Linked DNA regions of Xenopus laevis: region 2 is linked to region 1. The links are chromatin contacts, called in public Hi-C maps. All regions are on one chromosome and are shown on one strand. The core of a region is the stretch at or near the end of the contact, and the rest is flanking DNA. Distances in the headings are between cores, read along the strand shown. Region 1 has its middle 17 kb from the start of h2ax.2.S. Region 2 overlaps phldb1.S (pleckstrin homology-like domain, family B, member 1 S homeolog).

Region 1 (5,705 bases), core at 1,853-4,352:
GGGTTAAATATTTACTTACAAATGATAGTTGCCAATTTATTTGCTTAGTCTATAGTGAGCAATACAACAGCACCCCTAGTGATAAATGCCTCCTGCTTTCATGTTTCTATCGTAAGAATGTCACTGTCCAAAGCAATTGCCTCAGAAGCAACTACCCATGGTAACACCCATGGCATTATGAGTAAAAAGCCTACATCATGGAAAAAATCATGGCAACACTTGCAGTGAATGACCCTATAATGTATATAAGAGAAAGGAGAGCAATGTATCTAATAGCCTTCCTCAGCAAGTTCCAGCTTCCCCTCAGTGCCTGCAATGATTTGAATAGTTTCCTAATGACCTCACGCAGCAAGGGCGGTGATCCTGCCCCCTGATTGGTCAGAACCCCTTGCTCATCCCATGGTTTTGGAGAGCATGGTGCGTAATGCTTGAATTAAAGTGAATTATTATTACTGCAGATTTAATAAAAACTGCATAAGGACTTAAATGAACAGTAACACCAAAAAATGAAAGTTTTTTAAAGTAATGAAAATATCATGTACTGTTGCCCTGCACTGGTAAAACTGGTGTGTTTGCTTCAGAAACACTACTATAGTTTATATAAACAAGTTTCTGTGTAGCAATGGCAGACATTGAAAATATATGGCATAGGTTAAATAGTGGATAACAGATAACACCATTATGTTCTACAAAGTTTATCTGCTATTTGCTGTGTAACTTGAGCCTTTTCTTCTTTGAATGGCTGCCCCCATTGCTACACAGCAGCTTATTTATATAAACAATAGTAGAGTTTCTGAATCAAACACAGCAATTTTACCAGTGCAGGGCAACACTGCATTATATTTGTATTACTTTAAAACACTTTAATTTTTTGATATTACTGTTCCTTTAATGTCTTCTTTTTTCTGCATTTCTCTGGGCTTACTGATAACATCGTGTTACCATGAGAAAAATAAAATTAAAGGAACAGTAACAAAAAAAGTGTTTTAAATAAATGAACAAATAAATGACAAGATAATTTACTGTTGTCCTGCACCGGTAAAGCTGTGCTTGCTTTAGAAACACAGCTATAGTTGATATAAATAAGTTGTTGTGTAGCCATGGGGGCAGCCATTCAAACAAAGGATACACAGTAGATAACAGATAAGTAATCCTATTCTATACTAATTAGCTTTTCTGATATCTACTGTGTATCCTGTGCCTCTGCTTTTACTGTAGTACGAGCAACAGCACCACCTCCTTAAAACAAAACACCAGCAACTCCGCTCTTTCAGTCTGCCACAGTTCCACCAGCAGTGCCGACTCTCTATGCTACAGTTCCACCAGCAGTGTCCTACTCTTCCATGTGCCGCAGATCCACCAGTGATGCTCCATCTTCAGCTGCATCTCCAGCAGCAGTGCCCCGTCTTCAGCCTCACTTCCAACAGCAGTGCCCCCACAGCTCTCTCTCAGTCTTTCATGTGCTGCAGATTCACCAGCTGTGCCAGACACTTCACCATCGTTGCACCCTCTTCTGCAATATTTCCACCATTGGTGTCCCCACTGCAGTTCCACCAGCTCATTGGTTTGGTGCAAACACAGAGCATTCCTGTCAGTTTGTCCATAGTACTACAACAAAAGGTATCACATTCAACCCAATTTTTTCATATAAGGGCATTGACGTGCCAGGTGATTACAAACATGGCACCAAAGTGCTCGGTTCACTTCTGTATTAATCTCTTGCTGTAATTTGTGTGGTCTACTTTTCCAGGCAATAATTGCCTGATGTTAGGGCAAAGACATATGGGGTGACTTGGAGCAACAGCAGCTCCAGAATAGCACTGTGTATTTTATCCATGTTGGCTTGTATTTCTTTGGATGGGAGGGAAACTTTGGCGATCAGTTGCTGCGATCTGGGTTTTTAAAACTCGCAGCGACTGATCGCCACAGTTTCCCTCCCATCCAAAGAGATACAAGTAACCACAAGAAAAATACACAGTGCTATTTCAAGCTGCTGTTTCTCAAAGTCGCTGCCAGACCTTTTTTTTTTGAGCGAGTAGCCGTAAAATCCATACAATAGGGATTTTAATCCAGTTTTAAAAAACGCAGCAACTAATTGTCTTGTGTGTCATTATGTAACATCAAAGTGTTTTAAGTAATGAATAAATAATGAAGTGTTGCCCTGCACTGGTAAAACTGGGTTGTTTGCTTCAAAAAGACTATTATAGTTTATATAAACAAGCTGCTTTGTAGCCACGGGGCAGCTATTCAAGCACATGACAAATAACAGATAACAGATAAGCTATGTAGAATCGCATTGTATACTACAGGGCTTATTAGCTGCGTAACCTGTGCCTTTTCTTATTTTTCAACTTTGAATGGCTGCCCCCACAGCTACCCAGCAGCTTGTTTATATATACCAGGGGTCCCCAACCTTTTTAACTCGTGAGCCACATATAAATGTAAAAATGAGTTGGAGAGCAACACAAGCATGGAAACGTTTGTCTATGGGGATGTCAAATAAGGGCTATTATTGGCTGTTTGGTAGCCCCTATGTGGTCTGGTAGCCTACAAGAGGCTCTGTTTGGCAGTACACCTGATTTTTATGCAACAAAAACTTGCCTCCAAGCCTGGAATTCAAAAATAAGCTCCTGCTTTGGCGCCACTGGAGCAACATCCAAGGGGTTGGTGAGCAACATGTTGCTCGCGAGCTACTGGTTGGGGACCACTGATATATACTATAGTACAGTTGCTGAAGCAAACACACCAGTTTTACCAGTGCAGGCCAACACTGCATTATATTTTAAATAATTGAATACACTTTCAGTTGTTGGTGTTACTCAGGGGTCCCCAAACTTCTTTACCCGTGAGCCACATTCAAAAATAAAAAGAGTTGGGGAGCAACACAGGCATGCAAAAACTTCCTGGGGTGCCAAAATAAGGGCTGTAATTGGCTATTTGGTGGCCCCTATGTGGACTGGCAGCCTACAAGTGGCTCTGTTTGGTAGTACACCTGTTTTTTATGCAACCAAATCTTGCCTCCAAGCCTGGAATTCAAAAATAAGCACATGCTTTGAGGCACTGGGAGCAACATCCAAGGGGTTGGTGAGCAACATGTTGCTAGCGAGCTATTGATTGGGGATCACTGGTGTTACTGTTCCTTTAAGCTGATTTCCAAATAAGCCCATGGGAGTAGTTTCTTCCTAGCAAAAGGCTAAATCATGTTATCATATGGGTATTTCCTTACAATAGGTGTATCCTGGACTCATCTCGCCATCTAGTGGGAAGTTTTTGGTAGCACAGTGCTCAACAAAATGAAAAGCACCAGCATTTGAAAATGGCATTCATTTTTGAAAGACAATTGGCAATTGGGTGTGTTTGTTTGTGTGTGTGTGTGTGTGGGGGGGGGTGTTTTTTACCTGTGTCTAATCCTTGGTCTGTCATCATTAAACCTGCCTCTCATGGAAGATCATGGTCTCATCGAAGATCCCTCTGTAACCTAGCCTTCATTTGGAAGTCTCTTTTGATGCAAAGAAAGGAACAAAGATCTTGCACTACTCTAACAATACATATATGATCAGAATACGATTCTGGGTGGAAGGGCCCCTTACAACTGTGTTCCCATGATAGATGCACGTGTACAAGCAGCTTTGTTTACCTAATATGAGGATGAGTCCTTGGAAACATTGCTATGGCTGTTTAGAAACAAACCACAAACATATTGTATGGAGTACTGTGGCTCTAATTCCCAAAATGCAAATTAACTGACTTTATGCAGCAATGACAATTTTTGAACTGGGACTGGAAACATGGTTGTCTTTAGTACCTGGGGAGCACAGCCCCCCAGGAAGGATTATATAGTCTGTGGTTGCCCTCCAGGTGAGCTACATTATTTCCCTTATTTCTGTGATAATAAAGTAATCCCTTGAACTTCATATTAACTAAGCTGCATAAATCCATATTGGTGTCAAAACAATCCTATTGGTTTTTTTTAACGTTTAAATCATTTTAAGCAGACTTCAGATATGGTTATGGAAAGATTCCTTAGCTGGAAACCACAGGTCCCAAGAATTCTGGAAAATAGAGCCTATAAACCACCTTTTTCTTTATAATCGGAGTGCCGCCTGACGCGTTTCGGGAGCAACTCCCTTAATCATAGGCTATAATTAAGGGAGTTGCTCCCAAAACGCGTCAGGCGATGTCAGTCTCTGACCTGTTGAAATAAACCACCTCTTTCTTTTTAATCGGAGTGCCGCCTTTCCAATTTTTTTGCAAGTCTGATTACAGTGAGAGCACTGGTGGTTGAGCACCCGATAGAGCAGAATGGAGCTGTATTAATTATACACACAGGAGGTGAGTCTGGAGCGGCCAATCCCCCCCTCTTTCCACTTCATATGTTAATAGAGCCTATATCTGTATTTGCTTAAAATTGGCTCTATGGGAAATAGTCTTCCTGTAATCTTTATTCTTCCTGTAACTATTTATTCTTGATAATTCCTTAATAAACTGAGTTCAAAGGTTCACCTGTGTTCCATATCAGGGCCAGAAATAGGGGTAGGCAAAAGAGGTAGGTGCCTAGGGTGCAACAAATTGGGGGTGCCAAGCAAATACCTCTTATTTTGCCTACCCCTAGTAGGGGACCCTCTTCCCCTGCTGAGTCTTACATTTGGCATGCTTCTGAGCATGCTCCTTCCCCCAGCACACGCTTTGTCACACCGTGTGCCCCTTCTTGCATGCCTGGAAGGGGAAGAAATGGCCCCGGGCTTGTTCCCTATGGCTGCTGTTAAACCTACAACTCTCAAAACTCTCCTAATAAGGGAATAATTATAGGGAGGTAAATGTCCTTGCTTCAATTTTAAGCACCTGATCTAAATCTATTTTATATGCCCCATTTAGCAAGAACAGTTCTCCTGATATCCCGGTGGGCCAGTCGACTCTAGGTAATTACACCTGGTGAAAACATTTTTATTATCATACCTCCTTTGTCTTTGTGTTGTCTGTAAAAATGTTATGTGCTGCTCAGAAACCATATGACTTCAAGTATTTACGTTGATATAATGCAAATCAGGGCTGTCCAACTGGCGGCCTGCGACCCCCCCTTATGTGGCCCTCCACATCAAAGTCTGCCTGCTGTGTCTGTTTACCATTTGTAAGGTTTAAAAGGTATCACTACAGAAATTAACTGGCCCCTGCATTGTTTAAACCTCAAATTCACACTGTAATTCCCTGCATTGTTCACACTTGTGAAACCTCTATTGTTCAGATCCTAAAGGCCTGTACTGTTCAAACCTGAGACCCAGACTGAAACTGCCCACATTGTTCTCCTGTTCACACTTTATACAAAATTCTAATGGAGCACCAGCACTGTGTCACTGTATGAAGTACATATTAGAGTGGTCCTGATTTTCCTGTCTCGTGTTCTGTTCTGTCTTCCCTATGCTCCCTGTGTGTGTCATACTTTGCCTGCTCTTTGCACCCTGTGTGTACCATACTCTGCCTGAACTATGATATCTATGGAACATAAGCCTGGTATTTATTCTGGGGGTTTGTTAGCATTTGAAAATTATTGTAAGGGGCCCCTAAGGTGTTTAATCATATGCTGGGGTACTGTATTATACACAGGGGAGGAGGAGGCATATGGATTTAAGGGTATGTCTTAATATGTTCACAATAAAGCAGCACGCACTCCTGCGACCATAGCCATGAGGATAAAATTGTAACTTTAT
Region 2 (5,705 bases), core at 1,246-3,745, 90 kb before region 1:
TGTTAAATGCAAGAAAATGCAACATGCTGCGTCATAAACAAAAGCACATGGAGTAAAACACAACTCACTAGTACAACCAGGCAGAATATAATGGAATCAATCAACTAATACGTTTATTTGCGCTCAAATCTGCTTTTACACACATCTAAATGCAGGATAAATGCCCATGTGCAAGAGCCCATATACTTCTAGAAGGTATTATGTATCATGGATTTATTCACAAACAAACTATATTACCATAATTTGCAGAATTAACACTATACTATATGCTTATTCTTTTTGTAAAGACCTGGCCATCTTGAAGCAGTACATAATGTTCATAAGAAGTTAATAGATCATTGCACTGCTACACAGTAAACCAGGCTTATTCATGGTGCATAATTGTATCTAGCTATAACTATATATCTTTATGACTGCCTAAAAATTTGCAAAATATTGTACATGTATAGGATCCATTATCCGGAAACCGGTTATCCAGAAAGCTCCGAATTACGGAAAGGCCACCTCCCATAGACTCCATTTTATCCAAATAATCAAATTTTTTTAAAATGGATTTCCTTTTTCTCTGTAATACGTACTTGATCCCAACTAAGATATAATTAATACTTATTAGAAGCAAACCCAGCAAATTGGGTTTAATGTTTAAATGATTTTCTAATAGACTTAAGTTATGAGGATCCAAATTACGAAAGATCCGTTATCCGGAAAACCCCAGGTACCAAGCATTCTGGATAACAGGTCCCATACCTGTATTGATTTGTGACATACAGTGTCATTTGATTATGGTTTGTACAACTGAAAACATATTCTGCTGTTGAATATTGATTTGAACTTGGCCTCAAATGGTGTAAAAAATTTCCAAATTGGACTTTTAGTTATTTGACCAGCAAGAACAATGGAAACAGATAATACTGAACACTGCTGGAAAGGCAATATGTGCCTTCAATTCTTAGCTGTACTGGCTTTTCCTGTATTTCCCTGTAATTTACTCCAACTCAAGATCCACATATAGGGGGAAATTTATTAGAGAGCTTTTTTTAAGTGAAAATTCATAGGGATATTGTCAATCTAGTAAAAGGCGAAGAAGACAATTCACTAGGGAGAAAGCTCAATGCAAGAGAAGTTTTGCGGCATTTTGTCAGGCGAATTTTCACCCTGGCGAACGATCTTTAATCCTTATCCATTTAAAAGCATGAACTTTTCTATACGTTACCTTTTCACCAAATTATATTTCGCCAGATTCTGGCTGGCAAATTGATAAAATGAAGCTACATCCTCAACATTATTATGCCAGTGACATGATATCCTGTACTCCAAAAAAGTTTAAAAAAATAGACAAAACACTGGCGTTTTTTCATATATTAATGTAGGATTAGGTTTAAAAGTTGTAACTGTTAAATATATATTATTTAAACCTTTTTAACCATTTGAAGCTCATGCCACATTTGTTTTAGGGTGGTCTCATGTATAGGAGAATAGAGGATCAATTTTGTCTTTATTTATCTTTCTGGGACATTTTTAATAAGTGGCCACTTCCTGCAATTTCACCAACATCCCTAATAAAATACATACAAACATATGACCTTTATGTACCTGCCATATTTATACTGACATAACTGTAGGTATGTTAATGAAGTTTCACTAGGTAGAAAGTGACACTAGGGGCTGTTTCATTAAGGTGTCGAATATCGAGGGTTAATTAACCCTCGATATTCGACTAGGAATTGAAATCCTTCGACTATCGAAGTCGAAAGATTTAGCGCAAATACTGCGATCGTACGATCGAAGGATTATTCCTTCGATCGAACGATTAAATCCTTCGATTCGAACGATTTTAATCCAACGATCGAAGGAATATCCTTAGATCAAAAAAACTTAGGAAAGCCTATGGGGACCTTCCCCATAGGCTAACATTGACTTCGGTAGCTTTTAGCTGCCGAACTAGGGGGTCGAAGTTTTTTTAAAGAGACAGTACTTCGACTATCGAATGGTCAAATAGTCGAACGATTTTTAGTTCGAATCCTTTGATTCTAAATCGTAGTCGAAGGTCGAAGTAGCCCATTCGATGGTCGAAGTAGCCCAAAAAATACTTCGAAATTCGAAGTTTTTTTACTTCAAATCCTTCACTCGAATTTAGTGAATCGGCCCCTAGAGAAAATACACAAACTTTTGTGCAGATGAATTTTTGCTGGCACAAGAACGCCAGTGTTCATTTGTGGAGAAATTTTGATAAATACACGTATTCGCCAGGAGATAACATCTGACGTAGTTGCGCAAAGCATGGCGGAGCCTTCCTGTAGCAATAATTCACATGTAAATGTGCCCCTTAGACTGCCCTTACACTGACATTACCTATGTTTCAACTGTGTGCTCCAGGGAATACGTGACCAGCTGCTCGAAAATATTTAAATGTTCCTTTTCCCACCCCTAGTATCTCCTTTGGCAATAAGTGCATGTGCAGTAGAGTTTACATGGTGTACACGTGCCGATTGCCTGGCTACAATGTAACCCCCAATAGAGCCTCCTGAATGCACATGTTAAAATAGTTAAAGCATGCAACTGATATCATCATTAGTACCTTAATATTCAATATACACATGATAACTAAAAAACAATAGGCACACGATACACAGCAAATAACATATAAGCTCAGTAGTATACAATGGGATGCTTCAGAACTTCAACACAGCAGCTTGTTTTTATAAAAAATATCTAGTATAGGTAAATCTAAAACAAATGGAATTGCCGAGTAATCATTGAAGACCTTTCACTACTCATCCGAGCAGCTTCTTCAGTTCAACTGACTGGTGTGGGAAATTCTCGGCATATAAACTCTTCCACTAATTCAATCACAATGGCACATTGTAACTCTTCAAAGAGGTGACAACTGAAATTTACAGAGGTGTCATAGGATTACCCAATGTGTTATGCAACTCCTAGAAACAGGTGTTACTTGTGAGAGTTGCATGAATGTGTGAAGTGTTCTGAATCCGCAGGGGTACAGATGTGAGAACTGCATTTTATGTAGCAGACAGGTGGTGTTCTCCACCTTGACATGAATCGCCTCTTTCACGCCTCGTTCAAACCAGCTTCTTTATCCAAGCTCGCCAAGTAAATGGCTCCGCATAGGAGGGCAAACTGTACAGGGCAAGACTCTGCTGTCTTTCTACACCTAAAAAAACAAGGGACACTCCTTTGAAGATAGCAAGGTCCAAATCTTGGATAAAGAAGAACGCTGGTTTGAACGAGGTCAGAAAGAGGCAATTCATGTCAAGGTGGAGAAACCATCCCTGAACAGAGGCGGGGGCCTTCGACACCACCTGTCTGCTACATACAATGCTGTTCTCACATCTGTTTACTGGCAGATTCAGAACACTTAGCCAAGTGAAGCACGTGCACACCCGAGCCCTTCAGAGATAATTAAACCCGGTTCACGGACCCTTTAAAGTCGGCACTTCCCCCAAACTGACAGGAACAGAAAAATAGGTACCGGCACTCATGGCAATTTCAAACCGGGGACAAGCACCTTACGTGTTTATCTTAGCATCACAACGTTTCGGGGGCATTCCCCCTTCGTAGGCGATTCAGAACACTTCACACATCTATTCATGCAACTCTCACAAGTAACACCTTTTTCTAGATGTTGCATGCTACATTGGTATCATATCATGGTAACTACACAGAATCAACACCTCTCTAAAGAGTTACAATGTGCCATTGTGATTGGATTAGTGGAAGAGTTTATATGATGAGAATTTCCCAGTTGAACTGAAGAAGCTGCTGAGATGAGTAGTAAAACGTCCAATGATTACCCAGCAAGTCCAGTTGTTTTAGATTTAACTATACTAGATGTACCATGACCTGGATGAATGAAAATATTAATAGTCACATATAAAACTATAGTCGTGTTTCTATACCAAACACACCAATTTTACCAGTGCATGGCAACACTACATTATATAATCATTCCTTTAAAACACTTTTTTTTTTGATGTTACTTTTCCTTTAATAAGGTCTGCTTTTACTTCAGTTTGGCCATTTTTACCATATTTCTATTAACGTTATTATTTTTATTGGGGCCAAATCAAATAATCTACCTGAGAAACCAGGCATTGGGGCCAAATCAAATAATCTACCTGTGAAACCGGGCAAAAATACTAACACTGAGAATTTTCTAGGGCAGGACATATAATATATTGCCAAAAAGTATGTTTGGCTGTTTAAGACTCACCCATCATTGCCTGAGACAAGTGCAACTACATCTGTGCTTTCGACTTTGGAGAAAACCTGTTTCAGTAGGATAATAATTCTTGGCACAGCATAAGATCCATACTGAATTAAGGTGGCCATAGGCGTTACAATTACGCTCCTCGATTGACGAGCTGACCGATATCGGTCGGCTCGGCTCCCACCACACACACCAAATATTGTACAAAAATTTGTTTTGTATGATATTATCGGTGTATGACCACCTAGTTTGTAGACATGGGAATGGGAGTATCTGACAGGCCTGGCCATGAATGCAGCCTGCTGAAATATGCAGGCTGATTTCAGCCCCTACATGGGCAGTACCTACCTCTCCTTTTTGCATCCTGAACCATTCTACCGGCTCCCGAGCAAACATACTCTCACTCTCTGGATTTCAGTTTGAAATGCAGTGGCACGTTTCTTTGCCAAAATACACTGAGTGTGTTCTCAGGTAACTCTGAGATGAATACCATGTCAGACTTGTTTATATTCTCACTTGTGAATGAAAAAAATCCCAACTAGTGGAAATCCTACTCAGGGAAGTGAAGGATAAAGGCTGCTTTAGAAGCAAAAGGAGAACCAACATATATATTAAATGATCTTGTAGTAGGTACCTAATATTTCATAAAGGGTTGCCAGCACTACGTACTGTAATATAACTTGGTAAATTACATTAGTATAAAGATATCAGCCACAGCATCAATACAGCCCATGGAAAGATGAAGGAATGATGAAGGCACAATAATGCTTTGGTGTTTTAGTGCAAAATTATTCCTTGATGCATTCTGAAAATCATCTCTGCTATGATTATTTTTGCATGCAGGGGATTATTAATGTCAAACTACCTGCAACTTCAGATGGAAGAGAATCCTCTGTGCTCAGACTGTCTGCTCAAAAGACACACACAAGAGACAGGGTGAAAGTGTGGAGGGAAAAGCACAGCGTAAGCCATGAGAAACACAGTATGTGAGAGATAAAAAGTCAAATTATTATTGTAGTTTAAATACTGCACATATTTTATTTGTAGTCAAAATGTTCTGTTGTATACACACACATCACTCACAAAGGTGTGAAACCTATTGCACAGTTCACAGGACATTACGTAGTAAGGGAAATGGTTGACCAGGAACAAAACAGGCACATATAATGCACATGAACTTCATGGAGCACAAGGGATAATGCTTTGCATGGGTCTGCTACGCATTGTATTGGATGTGGCATTATTTTTCTAAAACTCACCTTTTTGCTGCAGTGCCAGCTGTCTTTTGCTTTGGATGTCTTGCATTGTTACTGCCAATCCTCTGGAGAGACTGCCTGTGCCATTCTGTGTCAGAGGGGCATTCTGCAAAGATTTATACCATTTCCAGGAATATTAAAAATGCCATATGGAATAACTAGAAAATGGCAGCTGCAATTAATGTTATCTATCTACTTACCTTTGGAGAAACACTACGGCC

What was found. Hi-C and Micro-C count contacts between places; a contact is called where the count stands out from the background.
Region 2: a Hi-C map of the XTC cell line shows a contact between it and region 1, with 3 times the contacts expected there. The contact joins two enhancer-like sites. A contact is called at or near these places in 2 of 4 Hi-C or Micro-C datasets (the XL177 cell line and the XTC cell line).

What each region holds. Positions count from the first base shown.
Region 1 is chr7S:70,088,373-70,094,077 of Xenopus_laevis_v10.1, reverse strand. No RefSeq gene overlaps it. Among protein-coding and RNA genes, the nearest start is that of h2ax.2.S, 17 kb to the right of the region's middle. Within about 2 kb of position 3,102, at least 1 of the 7 cell types and tissues checked has an H3K27ac peak or open chromatin away from gene starts, as enhancers often do.
Region 2 is chr7S:70,177,556-70,183,260 of Xenopus_laevis_v10.1, reverse strand. phldb1.S (pleckstrin homology-like domain, family B, member 1 S homeolog) reads right to left here. Exons shown (of 15, transcript NM_001096127.2): 9 at 5,685-5,705; 10 at 5,488-5,590. Among protein-coding and RNA genes, the nearest start is that of phldb1.S, 26 kb to the right of the region's middle. Within about 2 kb of position 2,495, at least 1 of the 7 cell types and tissues checked has an H3K27ac peak or open chromatin away from gene starts, as enhancers often do.